5 separate regions of the Mus musculus genome follow, and all the other regions are linked to region 5. Evidence: chromatin contacts called from public capture Hi-C and promoter capture Hi-C data. All regions are on one chromosome and are shown on one strand. The core of a region is the stretch at or near the end of the contact, and the rest is flanking DNA. Distances in the headings are between cores, read along the strand shown.

Evidence for each region. Promoter capture Hi-C pulls out the DNA fragments that hold promoters and counts their contacts. Capture Hi-C pulls out chosen DNA fragments and counts their contacts.
Region 1: a contact with region 5 is called in a promoter capture Hi-C map of pre-B cells. The contact joins the promoter of Nemf here to the promoter of Atl1 in region 5. A contact is called at or near these places in 22 of 39 promoter capture datasets (the 3T3-L1 cell line, 3T3-L1-derived adipocytes, the C10 cell line and 13 more), 1 of 15 datasets of contacts at CTCF or cohesin (pro-B cells), 23 of 484 Hi-C or Micro-C datasets (CD4 T cells, the G1E-ER4 cell line, the HL-1 cell line and 12 more), 10 of 115 datasets of contacts at active chromatin or transcription factors (astrocytes, bone marrow-derived macrophages, embryonic stem cells and 5 more) and 3 of 9 other capture datasets (embryonic stem cells, liver and macrophages).
Region 2: a promoter capture Hi-C map of liver shows a contact between it and region 5, with 2.4 times the contacts expected there. The contact joins the promoter of Lrr1 here to the promoter of Atl1 in region 5. A contact is called at or near these places in 5 of 39 promoter capture datasets (the 3T3-L1 cell line, the C10 cell line, the HPC-7 cell line and 2 more), 2 of 484 Hi-C or Micro-C datasets (both in CD4 T cells) and 1 of 9 other capture datasets (liver).
Region 3: a capture Hi-C map of macrophages shows a contact between it and region 5, with 4 times the contacts expected there. The contact joins the promoter of Klhdc1 here to the promoter of Atl1 in region 5. A contact is called at or near these places in 12 of 39 promoter capture datasets (the 3T3-L1 cell line, the C10 cell line, the HPC-7 cell line and 7 more), 1 of 15 datasets of contacts at CTCF or cohesin (large pre-B cells), 2 of 484 Hi-C or Micro-C datasets (embryonic stem cells and pro-B cells), 5 of 115 datasets of contacts at active chromatin or transcription factors (cardiomyocytes, embryonic stem cells, large pre-B cells and 1 more) and 2 of 9 other capture datasets (adipose tissue and macrophages).
Region 4: a contact with region 5 is called in a promoter capture Hi-C map of the C10 cell line, with 4 times the contacts expected there. The contact joins the promoter of Frmd6 here to the promoter of Atl1 in region 5. A contact is called at or near these places in 4 of 39 promoter capture datasets (the C10 cell line, liver, pre-B cells and 1 more), 1 of 115 datasets of contacts at active chromatin or transcription factors (large pre-B cells) and 1 of 9 other capture datasets (pancreatic islet).

Annotation. Positions count from the first base shown.
Region 1 is chr12:69,353,438-69,358,687 of GRCm38.p6, reverse strand. Nemf (nuclear export mediator factor) reads left to right here and starts at 1,512. Exons shown (of 33, transcript NM_025441.3): 1 at 1,512-1,637; 2 at 2,341-2,409; 3 at 2,556-2,658; 4 at 3,916-4,041; 5 at 4,746-4,894. The coding sequence starts at 1,579.
Region 2 is chr12:69,164,463-69,170,119 of GRCm38.p6, reverse strand. Lrr1 (leucine rich repeat protein 1) reads right to left here and starts at 1,306. Exons shown (of 4, transcript NM_001081406.2): 1 at 1,058-1,306. The coding sequence starts at 1,264.
Region 3 is chr12:69,239,433-69,245,090 of GRCm38.p6, reverse strand. Klhdc1 (kelch domain containing 1) reads right to left here and starts at 3,259. Exons shown (of 13, transcript NM_178253.5): 1 at 3,078-3,259. The coding sequence starts at 3,173.
Region 4 is chr12:70,824,031-70,829,433 of GRCm38.p6, reverse strand. It overlaps Frmd6 (FERM domain containing 6), which reads right to left and starts at 3,920. Exons shown (of 14, transcript NM_028127.3): 1 at 3,861-3,920.
Region 5 is chr12:69,889,054-69,894,792 of GRCm38.p6, reverse strand. Atl1 (atlastin GTPase 1) reads right to left here and starts at 1,688. Exons shown (of 15, transcript NM_178628.5): 1 at 1,449-1,688. Map4k5 (mitogen-activated protein kinase kinase kinase kinase 5) reads left to right here and starts at 1,630. Exons shown (of 32, transcript NM_201519.2): 1 at 1,630-2,140. The coding sequence starts at 2,033.

The DNA of each region.
Region 1 (5,250 bases), core at 263-2,762, 540 kb after region 5:
GCTATTGTTCTTGAGAGAAACCAGTTTCACTCATGAAGAAGCTATCATAAGAAGAAGCCTGGCGCGTGCACCCCTGCTGCTTCCGTCTCACCTCGGAACTGCCCCCTCTCTTTCCATGTGCTTCCCTCAAGATGCTGGAATGTAGCAGGGGGGCTGCCCTTGTTAGATTGAAATAGATGTGGCTACTCAGTTTCAGAGTTCCAGCTGCTAAAACTGTGAACTTTGTACATTGTTTAACTGTTGGTATTTTGTTACAACAATAGAAACTAGATTAACACATTTGCCAACATTAAAGGTTTATGATCTATCTGGGCATGATAGTATGTACCTGCAATTCCAATACCAATGAGGCTGGAATCAGAGGGAGACTGAGGACAGCCTGGCTTATAGGGTGAGTTTAGACTAACCTTGACTATATAGCATGCCCTGTCTCAAAAGCAGAGTAATTACAAAAATCCTTATGTTTTTAGATATACAAATTTGACACTTTCCCTGCTTTCTTTTGCTTTTTTGGTCACCCATTCTAAGAACTTATAGCGATGTGAATGCTAATGACTTTAAACTTTTAAATACATGTTTCACTGATTTTAAAATTCCTCCAGTTTCTAAATGTGTTGGTAATTTCAGCACTCAAAAAGGCAGAGACAAGAAAATTCAGAGTTCTAAGGTGTCCTGGGCTACATAGAAAGACCCTGTATCAAAAATGACCATGACAACCACCCCCCCACACACACACACCTTCCACTGTCCAAAACTAGTAGATTTTTGTTCTTAGTTTTAGATTTGTTTATTACTAACATTAGAACTTTTAAAAAGAAAAATTTAGACGAATTAACTATCGTATATTTGAACCCTGAATAATTTATGTATGAATTGGTAGCATGCAGAACTTGAAGCAGTTTAGAGAACGCTGGGGTGTGGGAGGAGAACTTTTTCTCCTTCTCCCATGGGAACTCTTACTTTATTTTTATCTGACATCTTTACTTAGTGAATTTTTGAGTATTTGAGGTGCCAAGAATTTATGAAACTCGGGCTATATAGAACCCCACCCCATTCAACTTGAATGAGAATTCTACAGTATGCCGCAGAATCCTATTTCGGAGAGTAGTACCCAGCAAAATAGGAACCCATCTCTACGGCTTGTCAGAGTCAGGGAAAACCAACCGTTGGTTTTTGTCTAGTCTCAAATTCGCGTTTAGAAAGACCCCTTGCTCTTCCATCCTGAGCGATAGCGCCTTCCTGGGGCAACTGATTAATGGTTAATGACCTACAGGATCCTAATGGAGACCCATTTTAATCCCCAAACAAGGGGACGGGATTAACCCGGTCATTGTTCAAGGAAAGGACGCAGTTTCGAGAAGGTAGTTAGTTCTATGTCGAGTTTTTTTTACACAGTGAAAAAAATAATTGATCATGATTTGACAACAAACTTCGGTTAAATAGCGCACTTTCACTATAAGTAATATTGGGTCATTTGGGTTGCCGTAGACACAAGCCAAGCGCTCATGCGCAGAAGCATAGTGGTCCTGCGTCGGCTCAGTCCCTGAAAGGACTGCGGTAGCGACACGCAGCCTAGCCATGAAGAGCCGGTTCAGCACGGTTGACCTCCGCGCAGTGCTCGCGGAACTGAATGCGAGGTATGGTGGTGGGAGTGGACAGGCTCGTTCACAGCAGAGGGAGCGGAGGCCGGGCACCGGGTGGTCGCGAGACGGAGAGCCTCACGGTCGTCCCGGTGCCTCGGGGATTCTCTAGGCCTGGGGGCCGAGCCCGGGGCCGGTGCCCCCGGGAGACACCCCCCCCCCCCCCCCCCCCGGGGACCGTGCCTGATGCTGCATCTCCCTGGCGCTGATTCCGAGAGGTCTTGCCGGGGTGGCCTGAGTCCCGCAGCGAGCGTTTGGTAGAACGGGAGTGATCGTCTTTGCTCCAGACTGGCGGCCTGGCTTCTTCAGAATTCCCGTCCTTCTTCCCAAAGAGAAGTAGCAGGGCCTTCCAGCTGAAATGGGCAGATTTGGACCTGTGTCCTGGACTTGTCGCCTATTCAGCTGTGTGAGCTTTGTCGCATTTTCGGGGACTCGGCTACTTCCTCCGCTCCGAATAAGTCATTTAGACTTAATTTTACTGTATTTACACCCCCCACCCCACCCCAGCACTAGTAGTCTGGTGTTACTGAGATCAACAGGCCACTTTTGTGCTTAAAAGTCTACATTTAATTTGAGGATACCTTTATAGGCGGTGGAGGTATCTTAGCGGAAGAGTTCCTTTTCCACAACACCAATAAATGATGGAAAGTTTTGCTTCAACCAAGAACAATGATTTGTTATATGTTTCTTTTTTTTTCAGCTTGCTAGGAATGAGAGTAAACAACGTTTATGATGTGGATAACAAGACATATCTTATTCGGCTTCAAAAGTAAGAATATTTTATAAGATTGTTTTTGGTAAATTATGATATATATATATATATATATATCCTGCATTTTAGGTTTTGTTTTTTTAAATTCAGAGAATAAGTTTTGGCAAATTCCCTAAAGAAAAATTTGGCTTTCTCTTGAACAGACCTGATTTTAAAGCTACACTGTTACTTGAGTCTGGTATACGTATTCATACAACAGAATTTGAGTGGCCTAAGAACATGATGCCGTCGAGTTTTGCCATGAAGGTAAATTTTAAGTTTGGAGCTAATTTTTAAAACTCCATTTATCTATCTATTTATCATGTATGTATGTATGTGTGTGTGTGTGTGTGTCTGTGTAGGTGGAAACAACAAACAGGTACAACTTGGGGCTCTCAAGTGAATGTCAGAAGACAACCTGGGGGGGAGTCAGTTTTGCTGTGAGATGAGGGGTCAGGGGTAAGATCCAACTTAAATCCCCAGACTTGATCCATGTGCCTTAATCTGCTGACCTGGAACTTGCTTCATTGTTGTTGTTGTTGTTGTTGTTGATCCATGTGCCTTAATCTGCTGACCTGGAACTTGCTTCATTGTTGTTGTTGTTGTTGTTGTTGTTTGTTGTTGTTGTTGTTGTTTCGTTGTTGTTGTTGTTGTTTCATTGTTGTTGTTGTTTGAAACAGAGTTTGCCTGTGTAGCCTTGGCTGTCCTAGAAATCTCTCTGTAGACCATGTTGGCCTCAAACTCAAGAGATGGGCCTACCTCTGCCTCCCAAGTACCAGAACTAAAGGAGTGTGGCTTGGAACTTGATACAGAGCAGACTGATCTCATATTTAGGATGATCTTTCTTCTTGTGCTAGACTTGTAGTACTTTGCCATCATCTCTTCTCAAAGAATGTTGAGCTGGGTATGGTAGTTCACACCTATGACACCAGCATTCAGGGGACTGAGGTAAGGTTAGTTAGCCTGGGCTACTGAGTGACATTTTGCCTTAAAAAATAGTAACCAATAACAGCAAACTCTTGGCACTTTTATGAGTTAAGTGTATTTGTTTACTTAAATGGTAAGGTTTTTTTGCAGTATGATAAGTCAATAGCTGCTCTGGTTCTTGTATTTGCTATTATCTAAAAAATAGAATACAAAAATAACTATTTCAGTTATAAGTTATTAGAATAAAGGCTTAAGGACCCACTGGGACCTGGCACGATGACTCAGTGGACAAAAGTTACCTGAGTGTGATCCCTGGAGTTCACATGGTGAATGGAGAGAACCAATTCATGAAACTATTTACTGACCTCTACCTCTATGCTGTGGCATGCATGCATTACCACACACACACCAAATAAACAAAAATGTAAACAAGGAATAAAAGATTGTCTCTGATTATCATAAGCTTTTGTTTTGTGATCATAGTGTTTTGTTTACCATTTAAATATTCTTGATGTTGTAAAGATAATTTCATAAATTAATACCAGTTGCTTAGGAATTTACTTTTATTGTACAAATGCCTTTTCTGTTTCTTGCTAGTGTCGAAAACATTTGAAGAGTCGGAGATTAGTCAGTGCAAAACAGCTTGGTGTGGACAGAATTGTGGATTTCCAGTTTGGAAGTGACGAAGCTGCTTATCACTTAATCATTGAGCTCTATGACAGGGTGAGTGACATCGAGCGATGTAAAAGAAGAGGATTGTGGCCCTGTTTGTGTTTCACTCCCTTCATTGAGTGTTGACTTTAGTTCATCGTGTTCTGTAACACAGTGTCATTTTAGCTATGATGTTGAGAGGCCTTAGAATCATCATGCTTCTTCCCTATTCCTTGTCTATCGTTTTGCTGCTGCTGCTGCTGTTTGCTTGTTTGTCTCTGTAGCCCTGGCTGCCCTAGAACTCACTTTGTAGACCAGGCTAGCCTCAAACTCAGAGATTCACCTACCTCTGCCTCTGCCTCCCTAGTGCTGGGATCAAAGGCGTTGCTACCATCCACCTGCTCGCTCCCTCCCCCCTCCCCCCTCCCCCTCCCCTTCCTCTCCCTCTCTTAATAAAGTTTTTAAAAAGCCTTTTTATTTTTTTCAGTAAAATTTACTTTATGTCTTTTTGTGTGTGTGTGTGTGTGTGTGTGCTTTTTCGAGACAGGGTTTCTCTGTGTAGCCCTGGCTGTCCTGCAACTCACTTTGTAGACCAGGCTGGCTTCAAACTCAGAAATCTGCCTGTCTCTGCCTCCCAAGTGGTGGGATTAAAGGTGTGCGCCACCATGCCTTGCTTAGGTCTTATGAGAATTCTTTTTCAGTTTTTAAGATGTTTCAAGGCTTATTTGGAAAGGATTACTAATCTAATTTAAATTAAATTATTTACTCTATTGCAGGGGAACATTGTTCTTACAGATTATGAGTACCTAATTTTAAATATCCTAAGGTTTCGAACTGATGAAGCAGATGATGTTAAGTTTGCTGTTCGTGAACGCTATCCCATAGATCATGCCAGAGCTGCTGAACCTTTGCTGACTTTGGAAAGGTAACAGTATTTGTACAATTAATGTCACACTTAAGATAAACTAGGTTATGTTTCACATTAGAAAACACTCAATTAAAGTGGTTACTTGTATAATAAACTGAAGTATATAAATGTGAAAATAGCAATTTTATTTGTGGTCAGCAAATCTCTCCCCTCTCCTTCTCTCTCTCCCTCTCTCTGTCCCTCTCCTTCTCCTCCTCCTCCTCCTCCTCTTCTTCTTCTTCCTCTCTCTCTCTCTCTCTCTCTCTCTCTCTCTCTCTCTCTCTCTCTCTAGCAATGTCTCACTATGCAGCTCTGACTGGCCTAGAATTCTATATGTAGACTAGGCTACCCTTGAACTAAAAAAAGATACATCT
Region 2 (5,657 bases), core at 57-2,556, 720 kb after region 5:
GAAGGACAGGATAAAAGACAACATAGAACCAGACTCCTTAATAGCCTAGACAGGCAGGATTTAGATTAATGCCTGGGTGGAAGACGTTGTTAAAATGGTAGAATCTTTGCCTATCTTGCCTGTCATGCATAAAGCCCTAGGTTCTGCCCTCAACACAGTAGTACAAACCAGGTGTGTAGTGGTAACCCCAGAACTTGGGCGGGCTGTAGAGGCATGTGGATCAGGAAGTCAAGGTCCTCCTTACCACTACTAGCCTAACATGCACAAGGTCCTGGGCTCCATCCCCAACACTCCAAAATTAAATGGATGAATGAATAAATAAAAATAAGTAACTTGAATAAGATAATGCTCTCTTCTCTCAACTAAGCATTTGTTGTGGATTATAATATGTGAGGTAAAGAATCCCGAAAACAGCTGGGCGTGGTGGTGCACGCCTTTAATCCCAGTACTTGGTAGGCAGAGGCAGGCGGATTTCTGAGTTCGTGGCCAGCCTGGTCTACAGAGTAAGTTCCAGGACAGCCAGGCCTACACAGAGAAACCCTGCCTTGAAAAACCAAAAAAAAAAAAAAAAAAGAATCCCGAAAACATAACATCCGCTAAAAAATCAGATGCAGGGTGAGGGACTCATTCCCTTATCTCCATTCATAGTTGACACAAAGACATCTTGTTTTGATCAAATAGCACTGCCTGGTAATGGAGGAAAACGGATTTTATAAACCTCGTTTTCAAACCTCCGGTTCAGACAGACTAGACTGGAGTTGGCCACCCGTCTCTGGACCTAAGTCGGGTCAAGCATTTTCTAAACAAATAACAGAGAGGATACATGTGGCAAACCTCTTCAACAACAACAACAATAACAACCACTCAAGTTTGGATAGTATTCATTGTTACATGCATTTTCTGTGTGCTGGAGATTTAACCAAAAGCCTCATATGCTGCTCTGCTTCAGTGTCGGAGGCTTGTACCCCGGCGGGATCGCTGTCTACCAACTCATACCCGCAGAAGCCAGCAGCTAAAGTAAGGAGGCGTGGGTGCTCAAGACGCTGGGGGCGCGTACCTTGTAGCTGGTTCCCTGCCTGTCCTTCATGGTGGAGACCAGCAGGCAGGCGTGGCCGCCCGGCTCTGCTCTTGCCTCAGGCTGCAGCTCATTCCTGCCCGGGGCCTGGCACAGGCTCACCACCGCTCGCACGCCCTTGCCTCGGCTCTTGAGCCCTAAGGTTGGCAAATGACAGCTACGGACCTCCACCTCGCAGGGCAGCCTCATCTTGCAGCTAAGTCGCCCGCTGGCCCGCAGGCTTTAAAACTTGGCGCCTCCCGCCTGACAGGTCTGCCGGGGTCCTCGCGATAGAGGTGTCCATGGTGCGCCTAAACCCATCGGCTTTGTGGCTTCTCGGAGTCCCACTCCAGTTTCCACGTAGAATGGTGGAATGCCCATGTTTTAGCATTATTTAACTTTTAATGACAGAACCTCTGCGTGCTCCGGAGCGCCCGGAGGATTTGTCCTCTGTTTTCGGACAGGCGGCCGCCGAGGGCACCATGTCCTTAAGCTGGGGGCGTGGTAGGTGTGGGTGTGTGCTGCCCGTCCTGGTGTTTCCCGCGCCCTTTGCTAGAGGCCAGCGGACCCGGGGATGGGGATAGCTGGAAGGCTGGTGTCACCTTGTTTATAGACACACACCCCAGCGAGAAAGCATTCTTGTTGGGCATTGCAAGTCAGAGCGGAGCTTTAGGTGACAATAACTGGCAAGGCAATTCCTGTTGAGCAAACTTTACTTTGCAGCCATGGTCGGCCTTGGAAAGGCAGTGGAGACCCACATTCACGCCTCATTTACTGAGCCCGTGGCGGTGGGAGATACCCTGGAGGGTCCCCCACCCGGTCAGAGGAGAAGGGGAGTGAGGGGAGGGTTGTGGGAGGGGATGAGCGGGATGTAAAGTGAATATGTAAAAAAAAAAAAAAAAAAACACTGCACACATCGGGTTGTCTTACCTTCAATGTCCTCGGTATCAACTTTCAAGTAAAAGCTACGAAATTGCTCAGCGACACTTATTTATTTGTTTGTTTGTTTGTTTATTTGTGTATCTATCTATCTATCTATCTGACCCCGGGCTAGGGAAGCGCTTACTCTCAGGTGAAGTGGTGCATTAGAAAACCCCCTTGCCTTACCTTGTAGTAAACAATTAATACAAGTTACACACTTGCAATTGTGAAATGGCTTTCAGAAATACCAATTTTCAATTTAACCGTGGCAAAATTCAAAATTATGATTTAGCCTTCAACGGACATCCCTGTTTACATATAACATGGTGAATTGTATCCGTGTTGGTTTCACATCCTCAAAACCACGTATTCAGGAGATAGGCAAAGACAATCAATTTGCACCCCACCACAAAAAATTCTCTTACACATTCATATGTTTTTAGTTGCTTAACATTTTTTTCTCCAGGCATTGTCACCTAAAGCTCTGCTGGGACTTGACATATGCTCCCTGATAGAGCATCAAAACATTTATTTTATTTTATGTATTCATTTTTTGGTTTTTCGAGACAGGGTTTCTCTGTATAGCCCAGGCTGTCCTGGAACTCACTTTATAGATCAGGCTGGCCTCAAACTCAGAAATCCAGCTGCCTCTGACTCCCAAGTGCTGGGATTAAAGGCGTGCGCCACCACAGCCCGGCACATCAAAACATTAGCAGCATTCTCAGGCTTATGGAAAAATTATATTTAAGCAAACCAGAATTTTTCAAGGACCATTAGGCTTCATAAATTACCTATTTTCGGTATTTGGGTGGATAATAGTAGAGATCGAAAATAGAACACCTGGGCTGGTGAGATGGCTCAGTGGGTTAGAGCACCCGACTGCTCTTCCGAAGGTCCAGAGTTCAGATCCCAGCAGCCACATGGTGGCTCACAACCATCCGTAACAGGATCTGACTCCCTCTTCTGGAGTGTCTGAAGACAGCTACAGTGTACTTACATATAATAAATAAATAAATCTTTAAAAAAAAAAAAAAAAAAAGAAAGAAAATAGAACACCTTCCTAAAGTATTACAGTTGCATTAAATATACACTAGGTTCATTTGAGAGCTAGAATTTAAATCTTGCATGAAACTTGTAATTTTAACTACATGTTTCTGAAATGCAAAGCAGTCAAGAACATAAGGGTTTTGGTTCAGTAAGACATTAGGCAGCTTCAATATATGTAGTTTAGAGTCAATAGAGGTTTTAGGCTGAAACAATGGTATATACTGCCAAATATTTGTCAGACCCTCTCTCGAACACACTGGCCTTGGCATTGTACCTATAGTCTCCTGCATAGTAGGCAAGCAATTGTAAACTATACCCTCCCCGCCCCCACACCCAATATATTGTGTTTGAGGTTGACCTTGAACTCACAGAGATCTTCCTGCCTCTACCTATGAGTGCCGGGATTAAAGGTGTGCACCACCACACCTGGCACCAATTTTCCTTCTTGAGACATCCAATTACACCTAAAATTTCTGTATTTATTTTCCTGGGTTTCTGGCATAGAAGGCATCCAATTGATAATAAAATGAATTTCTCTGACTGCTTTTCTCATCTTTGCCCAGTAATCAACATCACTCACTGTGGTGTGTAGGAAATGGAGACGGAGGTCAGTTGACAGAGATTGGAAGTCCTTGCCAGCTTGAGCTTCAGATATCAAATAGAACACTCTGTTTGCCCAGAGACCAGAAGCCTTCCTGGCCTGGGCCTCATGGACCTAACAACAAGAGCAGACACAGCCCTGTGGTACAGACTTGGGAACGACACCCAGCTGTGTAAAAGGACCAGGACAGCTAGCTCATATCCTTTTTTAACTCAGCTCCCTGGCCCACTCCTGTAGAGACACTTCTGGAATTTTGGTTTCTTTAAATAAACAAACACGCAGGTCAGTGGTGGAGAATGCCTTTAATCCCAGCACTTGGGAGGCAGAGGCAGGTAGATTTCTGAGTTCAAGGCCAACCTGATCTACAGAGTGAGTTCCAGGACAGCCAAGGCTACTCAGAGAAATCCTGTCTCAAAATACAAACAAAGAAAACACAGAAATAGGGCTGGGGAGATGGCTCAGAGGTTAAGAGCACTGGTTGCTCTTCCAGAGGACCTGGGTCCAATTCTCATCACCCACACTGCGACTCAAAACACCTGTAATGAGATCTGGTACCCTCTTCTGGGCTGCAAGCATACATGCTAGCAGAATGCTGTGCACATAATAAATAAAGACAAACAAAAAAAAACCTCACAAAAATATTAGAAGAATATACTTTCATTTTAATGTCAGGTGTAGGGATATGGGGCTGTTTCAGACTGTTTGCAGCGGCTGACTACGATTTGCCTTGTGCTCTAGCAGAGGCATGGTTTTCCCAGCTGTGGATAGTTTCTGTGGTTGTGTAACATTTGGAATTTTGGGAACTTTTCAGAGGATCTAATAAATGCTAGCGCCCTGAGAGGCAGGGCGGGTGGTTGTTGGTCTTTCGGGGGGGGGGGGGGGGGGTTGGTTGCAGTCTGTTAGTAGCAATGCTCAAATAAGAAACAAGAAAGAAATTAGATTCAGGTTTCTCTCTCTCTCTCTCTCTCTCTCTCTCCCTCTCTCTCTCTCTCTCTCTCTGTTTCTCTCCTCTACTGCTCTATCCTTCTTTTCTATCTACTGATGGGGAGTAAAAGTCAGGGGGTAAAGGGTGGGAAAAAGAAGAACCCTCAAAGTAGCAAAGCAAAGACCTGCTCCATACCTGCATTCTCAGGAGTGCTTTCTCTCTGTCAATAAGTTGTGTTTAAATTTATTTTCAATCATGTGTCCCATTGAGGCAGTCCTTTGTCTTGGAACACAAGCACCTTGAACCCTACTATACCTATACGTAGCTATGGTTATTTATGCATATCTTAACCTCTAGACCACAGGCTTCCTGGGTTCTGAGTTATCAGTGTTATCTACAAGACCTAGGAAAGCATATTTGCAGAAAGGGTAAATCAGCAGCACATGTAGGTAGGCTACTTAAATGATAGGAACCCGTGCTATTTGTTTAACAAGCAGAGCAGGCTCATCTGGAATCCACGTTCCCTGAATAAGTAGAGTCAACTGGTCTCCATTCTGAGTCATTCTCCCTCTACCCTGAAGGTGGGGCAGAAGAGTAAACTTCAAAGGGAGTTAAGTTTTAAAATCAAATGTGAAATGACAAAAGCATCACAGGGAAACAGTTTCTTTTCAATAACAATGACTACCACCAAAAGAAAAACCAGTGAAAGGAATTGGGTGTTTCACCTTGGGCTGGGGGGCAGCTGGGCAAGTACTGTACCATTAAGCTACAATTCTAGTGACCCTACTACTTTCTTAAGGACTCTCCCTCACACACATGCACACAATCACATGACACACAAACTTAAAAGCAGTAATTTAGCAAATAGATAAAAATTACATAAACTTGAAATTTTCCACATGGCAATCAAGTCATCCCAAAAGGTACAGTAGTGACACTTATATCTTGGGGATAATGAACAGCTGTCTAATTGGACAAGGGGGCCCACTGGAGAGGGAAGAAAATCTGCTACATCCACTCCAGTTGTGACAAGCGTGACAGGCCCCGAAAACCTGGGCGCTGTCCGGAGGCGAAAAGTTCACGGAAACTTAGTCTCCTGGAATCGTGGC
Region 3 (5,658 bases), core at 2,010-4,509, 650 kb after region 5:
TCATCTGCTCTTGGTTTTTGCAGGACTCCAGTCTAACACACACATAACCAATATTTCTTCATTTGCCACTAGGTTTCTCATTTTCTGATGCTTTTTAAAGCAGTTTTTTTTTTCCCCAAAAGTTTGATCAGCTAATTTTTTCATATATATATATATATACATATATATATATATATATTTAACTTATTTCTTCTTTTCTCAACCCAAGATTTTTTAAAATGTCCTGCTTTTTCCCCATAGTGAAGTTTAGTTTTCCTGAATTTAACTTGTCAGTCCTAAGGCTCTGATATAATTTTCCTCTAAATATCCTAGATCCATTTATTGAATACTTGATTGTTTACATTCAAAACAGTTCTTTTACAAACCAAATCAGTCTCATAGGCCTGTCTGTTTCTGCCACCTCTTTCTTAGTCTACGGTGCTACCTGCTGGGTCAAGATCACTGGATTACTTCAGAGCTGTGATATACTTTAGTATCTGCCACTAAAGCCCTCTTCACTCTTTTTAGACATTTCCTAAACCAATCTTCCATACATACCAGACTAGATGACTTTTTTAATTATCTGGGAATCTTCCCCACTTGACCTTCCTGCCAGCGGCACTGGCAACTGTACAGATGTCAGAAATTTGAAGAAGGCATAGAGGGCAGAGAACAAAAGAATTTTCTAGCACCAACGACACTGTACACTGGCCTCTGTTTCAAATATACTTTTTAAAAATTGGCTTTAACAGGAAGTACTTCACAACACAGGTATCTGAGTTTTCAGGACACAAGTCTGTCAACTTACACACACACACACACACACACACACACACACACACACACACACACACACTGTTCGTATTAATGAGGAGAGTTGTTTGGGATATAAAACAGCTGAAACACTCTCGGTGCAGGAATCCCTCCAGCTTCCCGGACCTTTCAGCCACACCCTGTTCAAGAGGCCTTTCTAGGGCAGCTGTGGGAAGGGTCCTGCACTTTCTGGAGATAGGGCACACTGTCTTTTTTGCCTCCCACTTTTCCCCCCTCCCACTTATACCTCAGACATTTTTTTTTTTTCTCAGACCTGTTGATGATCCCTGGGATCTAAAAAGTAAAAGACCTGGGGTTTAAGTCTGTGTCGTATATTACAGGGTTGTGTTTGTAGCACCTCTGCTATTTGGAATAACAAGTAGTTGGAAAAGAAAAATTCTGCAGCTGCCCCCTGGAGAACTGGACTCTCACCCGCTACAATTTTCAGGAGTAAAATAAGATTTAAAGCATTCAGACATTTCCTTTTTGGTCCCAAAGAATTCTATACTGATCTATTTCATGTATGGAGTTAAAGAGGAGCCATACAGAGCTGAGACACAGTGAGGTACTAGAAGATTACTGTTATTTTTGACACAATGTCTTGTGCTACCCTGGAACTCATTACAGAACAGCAAATGCCCTCCAGCTTCTCCTGCTTCCCCTGCTTCTGCCTCCCAACATCAGGGCTTACAGGTTGCTGCTGGACAACCTGCCTTGCAAAGTTATTATTTTAATCTTTTCCATTTAATTTACACCAGTGTCAACACAATCCAATAGAAACACAGCAGATCAAGTTTGGTAAGTCGGTGTCTTCAAGTGGCAGAACTTAAAAACACTAAAAAACTGTACGTGCTTCAAAAACTAATACTAGTGTTTCATAAACAAAACAAAAACAAAAAAAACAAAAACGAATTCAAAGCCAGGCCAGGAGATAACCACGAGTAACTGGAAACCAGAGGATGAGACGCTCAGGGCCAGCCTATGGTACTTGAGATCTGTGGGTTTGTCTGGTTGGTTGGTTGGGTTTTGTTTCTGGATGGGAGAGCTAGCTGTAGCTCATGCTCCTGTTTGTTTCAACACCTGAGAGGCACAAACAGGATGCTTATCCTGAATCCGAGCCTGACCTGGGCTACACATGAAATTCCAGGCCAGGCAGTGTGAGCTGCAGTCTGAGATCCTGTCTCAAATAATTAACAAAGCAAAATAAAGCTCCAGAATGCAGCCCCCAGTGTCACATGACCACTGAAGGGTCAATGCCTTTCTTTATAAAATGAAGATGTGGGGCACGAGAGATGGCTCTGTAGTTAAAAGCACTGGTTGCTCTTGCAGAGGACCTGGGTTAGATTCCCAGCACAATCTGTAATGCCAGCTCCTAACACCCTCTTCTGACCTCCATGGATACAGGATGCATATATATATACACACACATACATATATACATACACACACATGTATATATGCAAAACATTCATGTACATAAAATAAATTTTAAAAATTAACATTACAGATTAGACCCTAGTCGATAATCCCATATGATTAGGACATACCAGATATAGTTGGCACACAAAAAACCAATTTTTCTTTTTTTCTTTTTTACTTATACTGCACTAAATTAGGAATAAGCACACAAAACAACAAAACCCACTCGGACCTGATAATTCTTAACACACACAGTATGCACTTTATTTCGTTGTGTTACAGGTCTGTCATTTAAGGGCACTGAGGAGGTCAGAAGATGTTATCTTCTATTTGCAGAAGAGATTCCGTAGGGCTTATTTTCTAATCTGTAAACAAACGGGGTGGGCAGGTACACCTGAATTATTTTTCCAACTCGATAATCCTTGTTATCATCCTACGATCATAGAAACAAAACAAACACACATTCCAACCGCCATGGCAATACGAATTTTCAGCCACAAAACTCTGTGGTGGAGTGTTGCGAATACGAATCTATTTTGAGACTCCAGAGGTACTTAATTAGCAAAGAAATGCCACTAAAAATAGCTGATAAATTTAACTGCTTGGTGACTTCCGTATTTTGAGTAGCACGGTGGCAATGATACCAAACAACGCGGCACGACGTTCTGGGGTCCTCTCCAGTCCTGAGCCACGGAGGCTGGAGGGGTCACGCACCCCGAAACCCCGTTTTGTGGCTTTGGGAGCGGGAGCGATGTGGGCAGCACGGCAGGCGGCTCGCCTGGGAGCCTGTGGGAGTGCTGCGTCGCCGGCCGTCATCCCCCTGCCTCCGCTCCCGCGCCGCCCCAGCGCCCGCCCCTTCCCCTTACCACGTAGCCCCCCCACACGTAGAGGAAGTGTCCGTCCACCACTGCGCAGTGGCCGCTGCGCTCCTCGGCCACGCAGAACGCCTGCGGGTCCGCCATCCGCCCTCCGGGGCCCAGCCAGCTCGGCGCCCGCTCGCACGCGCGAACGGAACGCGAGGAGGGTCCAGATTGGCGGAGGCGGAACCGAGGAACCTGCGCGTCTGCGCGGCCACCGCCCCGGACCGGGGCCTGGCCGCTCCCGGGAGCACCGGGCGCTGCGAAGACACTGCAAACCTCTCCCTGAAGCCTCTCTGCAGCCACTGTCTGGGCTTCTTAGGGCTCTATTAATCAAGAATGGTTTCTCATGAACTTACTTTATGTATGTGAGTGTTCTGCTTGTATGTATGTATGTATGTATGTATGTATGTATGTATGTATGTATGGTGTACATCCTGGACCTGGAATTATGGGCAATTGTGAAATGTGGCTGCTGGGAATCAAACCTGGGTCCACTGCAAGAACAAATGCTCTTAACCTCTGAGCCATCTCTCCAGCTCCATGGTGTTCATTTGGAAAGTGAGCTTTCTTTTTCTTCTTCTTCTCACAACTGTACAAAGTATTGGGTTTATGAACCCCAACTGGGCCAGCTTATTGACCTGAGCATCCTCCTGGCTGTGTGTGTGTGAGAGAGATCATTTTTTAACACGAGCAGTGCTCCAATGCCAGTTCTGCTTCAGCCTCGGTAATACATGGTTTCAAGACGCATATGAGGTTTTTTTGCTTTTGTAGGGCCTGGGTGTCCCTGGTTTTCTTCACGTGTACTTCCGTGCTAATCGCTGTAGAAGGTGTTGGTACCTGAGGCACTGAGTGTTCTATTATTTCTTCGTGGTGATATTATGTGGGAACACAGGCACAATTCCCCTTTTCTAAACACGAAAGGAAACATTATTGTCTTGCATCTTTCATTTCCCACTTGTATACATTTTCTCTGGGGAGAGGAGCGAACCTCAAGTCTTCCTTGAAGAACCAATGATTTTAATTACAGTTACATGAGCATAGCTATTCCACTGAATAAAATGTCTCTGCCTAGCAACTGTTAACTGCCTACAAAAGCTGGGGGTGGGAGCTTGAAACACCCCCCCCCCTTCCTTGCAACTGTTAACTGCCTTTAAAACCACGGAGGGCAGGGAGCCCCTCCCCCAACCCTAAATCGCGGTGATAATTCTACAACCCACCACCTCTTGCCATCTGCCCCTCCACCTTCCACGATGGTCCCTGAGGCTTGGGTAGGATGCCCCTCTAGGGCTGGACATTCAATAGCACTTTTAACCAGTTGTCTCTACAGTAACGACTGCCCATTTAAAAACAGAAACCTCATTGACCAAAGATGACAACTACACTAGTGGACGGGTATAAAGACAACTATTTAGAAGGCAATTTGACAGACACATAGAACTTAGCAAAAGAGCAGCAGCTTTCAAAAATCTATGGTCTTCCCCCAGCCATGGGCTTTTGACCGGGTTTACAGAACACGGCACCAATTCCCCTCTTGTGGAACGATCCACAAATCCAGTCAGAAAATAATTGGCTGTACCCATAATAGTTTCTTCCCCAGTGGGAACATCAGGCCTGATGTGTTGATACTGTAGACTTCAGGATCCCCAGCAAGGTGGGGGCGTTGGTTACAGCTCTTCCCCAGCATAGTCCTTCCCAGCACGGTGAAAGCTGGCCAGGAGTAAGGACCAGATCAATCCTTCTGATTTTCCATGTTCTTCCGCAAAGACATGTAGTATGTAGTGTCTTTGGCAGTAGAGACTTGCCGTCTGTATTAATCTGGTCTCTAGCATAACAGAATTTATAGAATGCATCTCTATATATTGAAAGGGGATTTATTAAAAGGACTTACAGCCTGCAGCGCAGTTAATCCAAAAATGGCTGGCTGTGAACCGGAAGTCCAACCAGAAGTCCAAGAATCCAGTAGTTGCTTGGTCCACAAGGCTGGATGTCTCAGCTGGACTTTATTCTGTGCTGGATCCTGAAGTAGTAGGCTCTGACGCCAGTGAAGGAATGGACTTGCTAGCAAGGAGAGGGCAAGCAGGCAAAACCCAAAACCTTCTGTAAAAGCAATTATTGAGGTTTTTTTTTTTCTTCTTACATCCCCTTTGCCTGCTAATAACTGAAGGGCATTTCTATGGGTGCTCTAGCCCATTTTAGCTCCCAAATAAATAACACAGAGACCTAGTATTTTTATTAACAAGCCTAAGCTGGCCAGGTTCTGAGCTATTCAAACCTGACTAGGCTGCTACTACCCAGCCACATGCCCTGTTACTTGCCATCAGGTCTTGCCCTGGCTTGCTCTGGTCCATGTGTGTTCTCATGGCTGCTCTCTCATCACGACCTCATGGTGAATCATCCTGGTCTAGTCCATCCAAATGGCCTCTCCTCCTCCTCCTCCTCCTCCTCCTCCTCCTCCTCCTCCTCCTCCTCCTCCTCCCCCTCCTCCTCCTTTTCCGCCTCCTCCTTCCTCCCCTCTTCCTCCTCCTTCTCCTCCTGTTCCTCTTCCTCCTTCTCCTCTTCCTCCTCTCCCTCCCTCTTTCCCTCTCCT
Region 4 (5,403 bases), core at 2,671-5,170, 930 kb before region 5:
AAGATATTCTTTTAATTTCTATTTTCAGATAAAAAGTTCTTCCTACTTCAGCATTGATTTTTCACTATTTATCCTTCTAAGTTTAAATTTTTCAAGTAACCCAGTGCTCAATATTCTGCTACCTAGTTCCTCTTAAATTATTCCTTTAATTTGTTTCTTCTTACTTACATAGATCAGCAAAGCCCTTCTCCAGGACAACGGGCAAACTGAAAAGCCCTCTCAACTATCCCCTATCCAGAGTTTGGCCAGAGAAGCCAGCAATACCACTTTTCCTGCTCAGCTTTAGAGAAGATGGGCTTTAATTAAAATTTCACTATTCATAAAACACCTTCACAGAAATCATGTTTCACACATAACCAGAACATAGCAAAGTTACCAAATGTGTTGTTATGTAGCCAAACAAAAGCCAGAGGTGGTGGCTCACACCTTTCATCCTAGTATCCTAGAACTAGGAGGCAGAGGCAGGTGGATCTCTGTGAGTCTGAGGCTAGCCTGGTCTACACAGGACAAGCCAGAGAGCTATATAGTGAGACCCTCTCTCAAAAAACAAACAAAACAAAACAAAACAAACTAATCAAAAGACAAAAACAACGAGAACAAAACAAACCCCACAATCATACAATGACTTCCTAAAAACAGGAGGTTGGAAATGTCCATCAGAGCTTGTGTGGAGTACTGATGGATTGGTTAAAAATGTATCAGTCTGGCCCGGTGTGGCGGTGGGCATCTTTAACCCAAGCACAGAGGAAGCAGAGGCAGGCAGTTCTCTTCCAGTTCAAGGCTACCATGGTCTACACAGTGAGTTCCAGGCCCAGGGCTGTTGCAGAGAGGAACCCTGACTCTCGGAAAACAATCATTCAATTTTCTCATTTAAACTGTGCTTGTTTAGAGTAAGGAGGGGGCAGAGGGTTGAGGTTAATCAAACAACAAAATAACTTGAAGCCACAAACTCTTATAGCTGAATTCTATTGAAGGCTGTAAACACCTGAAATTTGTTTGTCCCCTGCCCCAACTCCCGTTAAAAAAAGAAAAGAGAAGAGAAGAAAAGAAAAGCTAGACTCAAATAACTAAAACCAACCCTCTTTAAGGCTAGTTACCCTAAAGGGTATATACCTCCTGCTCTTACATCCAGAAACAGACTCCATGTACTACACTAGGTCACTATGAGGCTCAATTAGGAATAACAGGAAAATAGCCCTCTCTGCGTATGTCCAGAAAGCTTTCTACTCTTGAGAAGATTTAAAATAACATTAAAGCGACTTTGGAGAAAGCCCATGAAATTCAGACTTCAATTCAGAAACAGGCCTATGGGATAATTTGTGGATGCCATCTGGGATCCAGACAGCCTCATCAACAAAAGGCAAACTTGTTGAGATCACCCAAACCTACAATTCACATACATTTCTACATCTGGACTGAATTAATCTCTTCTTGGTACTGGCTTTCATGTAATAAAATAATTGTTTGCAGGTTTTATTTAAAAAAAAGAAAAAGAAAGAAAACACGGCTCTAGAAATCAAAACGTAAAACATTCAAGTTGAAAACTACAAAGAATTCTTTTATCAGAAACTTAGTTGTGAGACAGGAGTCATTTACACAGAACTCTTAAAAACTGAGGACTCTGTCCAAAACAATTCTATTTGAAACCTGCATTCCAAGCAACTGCCACAAAAGGCTACACAGCCCATTATGTCATAAGTTCTGAAAGCCAAAAGCTTTATAAGCATAGTTAAATGTGGAATGGTCTCCAACAGCCCCCAATTCAGCCAACCCAGTTGAATGGCAGATTTTTAAAAAACCTGTATAGCATACGGGAGCATTTTGTTTTAAAAGGAGGGCTTCCAGCCTGCCCGTGTTGCTTTCGGGTATTTTCCTGTAAAGCTCGGGGTATCTCAAATCTACACCCTCAGACTGTGTATCTGAAACTGATGTCTTAACCCCTGCTAACCCCAAAAAGGAAGCGATGGGAAAGTCAGAAGATTTGCCTGGCTCAAAATGTTTTGAGCCCTGCAAGAGCTGTGACTGTGTCAGATCGCAGGTATTTCTGTAAGCCACTCAAAGCTGGTAGGTGGGCGGGGAAAGGGGGGGTAGTTCTTATTACAGTCAGTCTGCTTTCTGGAGAAGATATCCTGCAGATAACTTGATATAGGATATCCCCGGGGGGACCCTCGCCATCCAATAATCTACCAGAGGTCTCCTTTACTATAAAATATTAAGTGAGTATGTTTATAAACATACCCTCCCCTTAAAACCCTCACATTTCCATGTCAACCACCTCCAGTTGTGGAGTATTCTCATTTTTAACGTAAAACTATAATTTCTCAAAACCACACCCAAGGAAAATGATTAGGTGCTAGAAGTTTTACTACAAAGGACCGAAGCAAAAGGCATCTGTTTTCCTGCTCCATTCTGCTCTCTTCCCCTCCCCCACTCTCCATCCTGCAAGCCATTTGTAGGTCTTGGCTGTTACAACTTTCTACAGCACTCTCAATGCTCTAGATTCGGGATAAGAGAAAACAAACAAACAAAAACTCTTTTTGTCCTTTCAACAAAGTCGGGCCTAAATTTATGCTCTGTTCTTAAGAAAACTCAAAAGTCACAGGCCTTTTAAATGACAGATGTATTACGGAAAATTTTCCCCACAGAGTTTTTGATGCTGTGAAATATCAACTCCCTGAAACCACAGAAAGGAAATGACTTACATTCTTGGAAAATGAAGCCACTAGCAGTTTTCTCCAAAAGCATTCTCTAATCCCCAAACTACACACTGTGGCAACAGTGGGTATTTCGTGCAAAAACTAAATGTAGGTGGATGCTTCGAAGACCGGTAAACAAACACCACTCGGTCCAAAGAAAGGGGGGAATCATGCGTGGAAAATCTGGCAAGGTACGCTTTCCCTTCCACGTTCAAACGCGCCGAGAATCCTTGCACAAGTTTTCCTTCCTCGCAGTGGGCACTACACAGCTCCCGGGGTGCAATGCTAGCAAAACAGACTGGCCGCTTATATAAATAAATAAACAAATCCCCCAAAGGTGTAAGGGGGCCACTGAGCCAGAATTTCTTCCGACACTAGCCACACAACTGTACGGTCTGAAAATTGTTCCAGCTTTTATCTCAACTTTAAATGTGCTTGCTTTGACAGCTTTCCATCCATTCCTGCCTTTAAGAAAGCGCTCCACCATCAGGCTAAGCCATTCTAGAACTCCAAGTGTTGTTTAAATCCTGTAGACTTCACTTGGGTGGCCCCGAGCTGTCCACATCCCCGCTTTCCCGGAGGGGAGGCTAGTGGTCTCCTTTACCTGGTCGTGTTAAGTTCCTCCAGAAACCAAAATTCTGCAGGCCGCACCCGGGACTCGTGTGTCCCCAAGGCCCCCTTCAGGGTTTCCCACACTAGGCACTGGCGGGGATACCGGACAGACGCGCTGGGGTGCCTTCCCGAAGTGGGCTGTCCGGCCTGCGCGCACAACAGGCAATACCGCACATCGCTCGGGTACGCGGGACTCACGGCTCGTCCCAGCTAGTTACGGACGGGGCGCTACAGGCAGGCACCCCTCGAGCCAGAGTCTCGGAGATCGGGGCGCAGGAACGCAGAGCCCAGCCCCCTAGCTCCGCGCTTCCCTCGCGGCCGAGGCTGCCCGGGGGCCCCGGGCCTCCCGCCCCGGCGTGGGCGAGCTCCAACTCGCGGAGAGGCGACCTGCCCGCCCGGTGCCCGACGCCCAGAGCCCCGTGAGAAAGAAGAAAGACGCCGAGAGCGGCAAAGCCGGGAATCGCACTTTAGACCAGCAGGGGGCACAGCGGCGGCCAGGGCGCGCCGTCCCAGAAAGGGGGCCAGCAGGCCGGCGCCCGCTCCCGCGCGTACCTCCAAAGTCGACAGCGCCAGGCTTCCGACTCACAACCGGCGTCTGCTCCAGCGGCGCCGAGCCTACTCGCAGCTCCCAGCACTCCTGCTGCCGCCAGACCAACGCTGCAGCTGCCCCGCCCCCCGCCCACGCCTTCCGCTCCGCCCCCTCGAGTTCACGCCCACGGCCCGCCCGAGACACGCCCTCCCTGCTCGAGGCCCCGCCCCGCCCCAAATTGAAGGCGGAGACCGAGCAGCGGAAGAAGCAGAGAGCTGGGGTGATCGCGGCTGCACGTGGAGCGCTGCCCCCCCCCGCCCCGCCCCGCTCCGCCCCGGACCCAACCAAGAGTCCTGCGGAGGGGTGAAGAGACCCAGGGACCAGGGGACGCGGGTGACATCGGATAACCGAGTCGGGCTCAAGTGGGTTATATAGAGTGAGATATGCTTTGCATGCCTTTCCCAAAGGGACAGAGGCTTCGGTGCGAGGGTAATAGACTGTCCGCCCTCCCCTCCTTCGGAATGGTCCCCTTCTCCGCTCATGCCCCCCCCCCCCCCATCCTCCCGCACACCCTAGTCCCTAGCCTCTCCCTCACAGGCCTAGACGGGTTACCTGGGGGTGGTTGTTTTACGTGAGCTGCGGCTTAATAAATCTGAACTGGGGCGGCCCCTGCGAGAAGAGGAGATTTCGTGATTCCTCTATCCCCCTCCCGTCAGGCGCCCACTTCGACCTCACGGTTTTTATCCTGCATGTGGGCTGTGAGTGCCGCCTAAGCCCATCCGCCCCCGCTCAGTCTGTCTCCCCAGGTTGAAACAGCCGCTGCCTGTGGCCCTCAAAATGATGTGTACCCTTGGTGAAGGTTGCCGGCTTGGCTGTGAGCAGTGCAAAAGACAGCCCTAGAAGATTTCAATAACCCCAAAGATCCCAAGAGGAATGGAGGGTTCTTTGCTCCTTTTGGTAGTCGGGTAAAGAAGCGAAGTCCACTTGTTTGTGCTGCACCTATCTGGACCTGCTTAGGTGTCTAGCAGCTTAAGTGTGTGTGTGTGGTGGGGGCACTGCCACCCACAGTTACAAGCTTCTAAGTGTTTTGTGGATGGTGCTGCTCCAGTGAGGAGAATCTGAGATTCTAGCTTTTTCATGTAGGTGCAGACACCTGAGGAAGAACACTTGATACCCCATAGAAGCTGTATTTGAAATAGCTGATTGCTGTGATTAAACACCAAACCAAACCAAAGCGTTTATTTCTGCACACAGCTCTCAAGTCACACTGCGTCGCTGAGGGAAATCAAGACAAGAACTCAATGCAGAAACCCGGCATGGCCGTGGAAAAGTGTTTCTTACCGGCCAGGCTCAGCTTGCTTCTTTATGTATGTAGGACCACCAAGCCAGGGACTGTAGCCCCTCTCCCTTCCATGTGAGCTGGGCCCTTTGACATCAATCATCAATTAGAAAATTCACCAAAGGCCAGTGTGGTTGGGGGCAGGTCTCAAGAGTTGAAGTTCCCTCTTCCCAAATAATCTAGCTTGTGTCAAATTGACATAAAAACTAGCCAGCCAGCCTGGTGGG
Region 5 (5,739 bases), core at 439-2,938:
AAAGGATCAACATCCCCATTTTGACTCTAAACTTGGAAGACTGCTCTCCCCTCACACAACACTGGCCCTCCAGGTTGACTATCCTGCGGCCAGTGTGGTGGAAGGCCTTCAACCCATGAATATCCCACAACGGCCTAGTCACACAGTGGGTAAGGGTGGGTTTGACTACATGACCACCATAAATCCATGACAGTAAACAAGTACTAAGATACCAATAGAACACTTGAAGAGATTTTGAGTCATCGAAGCCAAAAATATGTGCCCACCAAAACAAGTGCCAAGAAGATTTCAAAGAAGGAACTGTTCTTCAACCATTTTTTTTTTCAGTGCAGCACACACACAGGCTTTGTCCCTGGGGCATGTAAGTCTGGGCTTACTTATGTTCCCTAAATAAGTGCTCTTTGTGTGTGGATCACGAGAAAATGCATACAGTCTCTGTTCCGTTAAGGTGTTAATTTAATTTCTTCATTTATTAGCTATAAGAAGTTATTTCTCAAAACAGAATTAGAGTGTGTCTGGAGTCACGTGTCATCTGAAATTTGTTCTGTTGTCGTTTTTTTTTCTAGTTTTTTCAATTTTCTTACATTTTTATTTAATTTTGTGTTTTGCCTGCATGTACAGCTGTGCACCATATGCATATGTGGTGCCTACACAGGCCAGAAGAGGGCGTTGGCCCTCCCTCCCAGCCCACTCTGGATCCCAAGTTGGAGTTAATGAGGAGTGGGCCGCCACGCAGGTGCTGGGAATCAACCTCTGAGCTGCAGCCGGTGCTGCTAACAATTGGGCCATCTTTCCAGTCCTTATCTGGTTTTCCAACTGAAAATCTCTGTAAGACTCTAGAAGTAACTTTACCAGTATACATAAAATTGGCAACTTCATTTCTACCTTAAGAACAAGACTGGAACTCAAATTACAAAAGAGATTGAAACATTAACCAAATCACTTCTCATAACTCCTGCCCAATATTTTGGGCATTGTTAGTTAGGCCTCTTACATTTTAAAGCCTCTTACATTTTACACTCCTCTTTACAATGCTGTAAAAATGGTTTACAAACATTTCTCGGGTGTCAAATGCAAAACCTATCCTCTTCCAGCTACAGATAAGGACACTGGGATGTTGCCACGTATGCCTTGTCCCAGATCACCTACTTTGGAAGCAGAATCAGACAAAGGTCCCTAGCTTTGCTTTAGCATCTCTAAAACTCCTCCCATTAACACTTGCAATATTGCGGTGATGCCCAGAGACCACAGAAACTTCGAAAGGAATTGGGGTTTTCAAAAATGGCTCTGGGAAACCCTGGTGGAAGACAGGTTCTGCAGGTGTGCGGTCCAGCCTCGGAACTGGTACCACCGGGAACAGTGTGTGGAACAGGACGGTGCAGTCGGGTGTGCCGGCATTTAGTTAACCCGGCACTCCCCCACCTCCTGCCCGGGCGGCCTCAGTTTACCTGTACCGAAAGGAAGCAGAAGGCAGCGCTCCGGAGGCCTGCGGACAGACCCTCCTCCTCTAGTCCGCCGGCCACTGGGCGAATCCTGGCCGAGGCTGGGCGGGTCAGACGCCGCACGAACGCCTCCGGCGCCCCGCAAGCAGCTGGGAGGCGGGGCGCGGCGGCGTCCAGGGTGTTGTGCACTCGGCGGGCCTCAGGGCGGCAGTCTGGGCCCGCGGCCTGCGTTCTCGGGCGGGCCAGGCTCGATCCGCGCCGGCCGCGAACGTGTCTCCCGGTGACGCAGCCGCGGGTGGGGAACGTGGTGCGGCGGCGACTGTGCGCACGGCCGTCTCGGAGAAGACGCGGGTCTCCGACGCCGGCGCTCGGCCAAGAACGGACGGCCTCTCGGGTACGGCCGGCGCGGGGCCTGGCGGGACCGACGAGGCCCGGAGGCTGCCGGGGTTGCGCCCCGTGACGCCCCCCGCGCTCGCTCTCGCCGGTGCAGGCGCAGCTGCGAGCCGAGGCTCCATGTTGGGAAGCGCCGCGCGCCCTCGTTAGCGGGAGACGGCTGCGGCGGGCAGAGCCCCGGACTGGGCGCAGCGAAGATGGAGGCCCCGCTGAGGCCTGCCGCCGACATCCTGAGACGGAACCCGCAGCACGACTACGAGCTGGTGCAGAGGGTCGGCAGCGGCACCTACGGGGACGTGTACAAGGTGAGGCCCCGGCCCGGCCTGCGAACGTGGGGCACCCCCGGGATGCGCCGGACCACAGCGTCCGGCCAGGAAGCGGCCCGGAGCCCGCCGCACCGTTCCGAGCACCCTGGGTTCCCCATCGGTTCTAAGGCTAGCGACCGGCAGACTTAACCGCACCTTCCAGACCACGGCTGAGCTTTTTTTGTGGTTTTAAGGCGTATTTATGGTATTGAAGTTATTCCGGAGGATGGTTTGGTGTTGATGTGGGGGGAAAATGCTTCGCGGAAGGCGGTAGATAGGAAAGAGTATTGTAAATCTAGACCTTTGCGTCCTGTACTGGTTTGGGTGAACTTGCCTTGAAAAAAATCTCTGTGGAACCGGACTCTAAATTGTCAACTGTAAGTAATCTGGTTCTGGAGTAAAAGGATTTGTGTGTAAACATGACAGCCTGTAGGAAGATGTCTTTGGGGACCGGTGAGGTGGCTCAGGGTGTTAAAGGCCCTTAGAGCCAAACCTTACTTAGGACCCCAGAACGGTCCCCGGATTCTCTTGGTGGAAGCACGGATCCCCCACACATACACACTCACACACTCCCAGGAAATAAACAAAGTGTAATGAAATTTAAACATATTTAGAGGAAGACCTTTGTCACCTGGCAGAAGTTTAGGCATTTTGTATCTGGTTGATAATAATGAATATAACTTATGGGGTTTTCCTACTAAACTAATTCCTCTCTATGGGATTTATAGCATTCCATAATCATGAGTGGATAATTACTGCTACCCTTTTTACTGGTCTCTTATATTAAGACAAATAATAATAAATTTGTAATCTGCCGTTACACAACAACAAAAAACATGCCATAGCAAAGCAAACCGATTTCTTAAGTCTGCTAAGTTTTTGAAGGGTTCAGAGGAAAACACTGTCCAATATTCCCTCATGGCTTTTGTTCTTTGTCCCAAAGGGGCAGAGTTAGTGCAGTTCCTTATGGGGATTAAGAAAAAGCTTATTTTTGACCTGGGTGTTGGTGGTGCACGCCTTTAATCCCAGCACTCAGGAGGCAGAGGCTGGTGGATTTCTGAGTTCAAGGCCAGCCTGGTCTACAGAGTGAGTGCCAGGACAGCCAGAGCTGCACAGAGAAACCCTGTCTCTAACACCCCCCCCCCCAAATAAAAGCTTATTTTCCTTTTGCAACAGCTTGATATTTTGACCTATGTATGTATCAGTATGTTCCAAACAGCAATCTGCATAGAGCCCTGATGGCTGTGTTTCATGAGTAATTGCTTGACCCCACTGAGGTATGTTGACTTGCACAGGTATAATGCAAGGAAAACATCTCTTTTCTCTGCTTGTTTTTGAGTAATTTTTTGCTGAGAGTAGTACCTTGGGGTGATGGATTCTGAGGTAAGAACTCTGGGTAGGCTTTTTACCCCTGAAAACGAGGCATTTGGGCCCAAGCAGACACTGTTCTAGCAACCGAGCAGTGCAGCAGCAGTGAGCAAGGTCCTGACTCTGGCCTCGGTTACCTTTGATGCAAAGTGCACAGTTAGAATGGAATCCCCTTCCTTATGGAAAGTTAATGGTAGCTAGCACAAACGTCTCTATTTGCTCATTACCCATTTTAGGAAATGCTTGCTCTTTAAAAAACAGAAACTCCTGTTTGCTTTCTTGGTCCCATTTTAAATCATCTTTGTCTTATGATTCACTGAAAGTTAGACCAGTTCAGTTCCGTTCATAGTAATTATACAATACTCTAAATTCTAGCTTTTGCCCCACCCTACCCCCTTTTTCCCCTGGTACAGAAAATTTAAAGGGAGTATTTCCCCCACACAAGGATCTTGCTAAGACCTCCACGGTTTTCTTTTCAGAGCAGCTCTCTGGAAGGACTGCATCCTTCCTTAGGAAAGCAATGTTTACATTAAAAGGACAGCTGTCTGCCTGCCTGCCTGCCTGCCTGCCTGCCTGCTTGCCTGCTTCTTCTTACCCAGCTGCTTCCTGGTCCTGCTGCTCACTTCCACAGCTCAACAGACATCAGAGGCTGAAAGCTTCCCACCCCACCTGGGCCTCCCACCTTTCTCAATCAAGCTCACGTTATCACGTGTACTTGAGGGCTAGGCCAGCCTCTGAGTCCCACGCAGCCTTTAGACACTCGTGTGCCCTTCTGTTTGGTGTGTTCTAATTCCTGAGGATCACCTCCCTCCCCCATCCTCCACCTGTTGCCACCATTGCTGTCTAGGAAAACAGTTCTTGGTTCTAGTAAGCCCCAGCCCCTCACCCTGACCCCTAATCTCACCCACCACTCTCCCTCTCCCTTTTGCTCTTACCACACTGGCCTGCAGGCTTTCCTTAAACAACAATAAGCATCTCCTCCTTTGGAGTCTTTGTTCTTGCTACTTCCTCTGTTCAGTATCTTCTCCCAGACAGTGAGCGTCTTGCTTCCTCCTTCCCTTTAGACGAACCTGACCGTCTTTGTACTTGCTGCTTGCTGTGTCTAGCTCAGTGTTTATTACTTGCTTTTTTAGGTGTCTGTTTCAACCAAAACTATCAATACTCCACAGAGACGGGCTTTCCGCCATCCCACCCGGTTTTGCTGCATCTTAACCTAGAATTAGGCAGGACATGGAGTATTCCTAAGAGGTTGACAGAGTGACAAAGGGCTCTAGGTGGTCCTGTCACCTAGTTGTCTGAGCACTTAATTTTGACATCACAACAGTGCTTGTATTTAATTCCTTGTGTATTCCTGCACTGTTTTGTTTTGCTTTAACAATAGCCACATGTCTCTTTTTATTACAAATTTCAATAACTTGAGTTCTCTGGGAAAACATTTCTGAAAAGCTGTTTTATAGCATATTTATTATCAGTGATCTAAGTCCTGTGGAATTTTGTGAATTTATACTTACTCCTTAATATGTCTAGAACATGAGACTTTGGATTTTTTTTCTTTTAAAGCAGATTGATTGTATTTTTAAGAAACTGTATTTTTAAGAAACTGTAAATCCTGGGGCATTTTAGAAGTGTTTTCCATCTGTGATGCAAACTAGTAAACTAATTAGTGAGAAATAATGTCATCTCTTTATCTCTTACCCATCCCAGTTTGTTTTTATGCCTGAGCTATATTATGAAGTAGTAACTTTAAAAAGACCCTCGCCTTGAGATTCTTTGTAATTTTTACACTCTGTAAACACATAGGTCCCCTAGGGATCTCCTTGTTTCCCAAGAGGTGCAGACTCCATCTTAAATAAGGAGAGGAATGTAAAGATGCACCCTATAATTGAGAGCAGAGCAGGAGGTGGTGGAGGGGAGATGGAGGGGAGACAGACATAAAAGAAAAGAGTGTGGTGGATGGAGGAAGAATTAAGCCCCAGCTAGGCGGATCCTGATTGTGACACTTGCTAAAAGGAGGGGGAGAGCTGGGTAATGCCCCCCCCCCCCCACCGCCTGTCCACAGAGTTGCTTCCAGTCAGTATGAAGGTTCACAAGCCGCAGGGTGAGCACCTGCCTCTGCCATTTTGTACCAAAACTGCTTCCAGGCTGGTGGCCACAGAAGCTCTAAGATCGCTTCACTTTTCATAAGATATAAATCTAGAGTAGGGGACCCATGTACTTCTTTTAGACTCTTT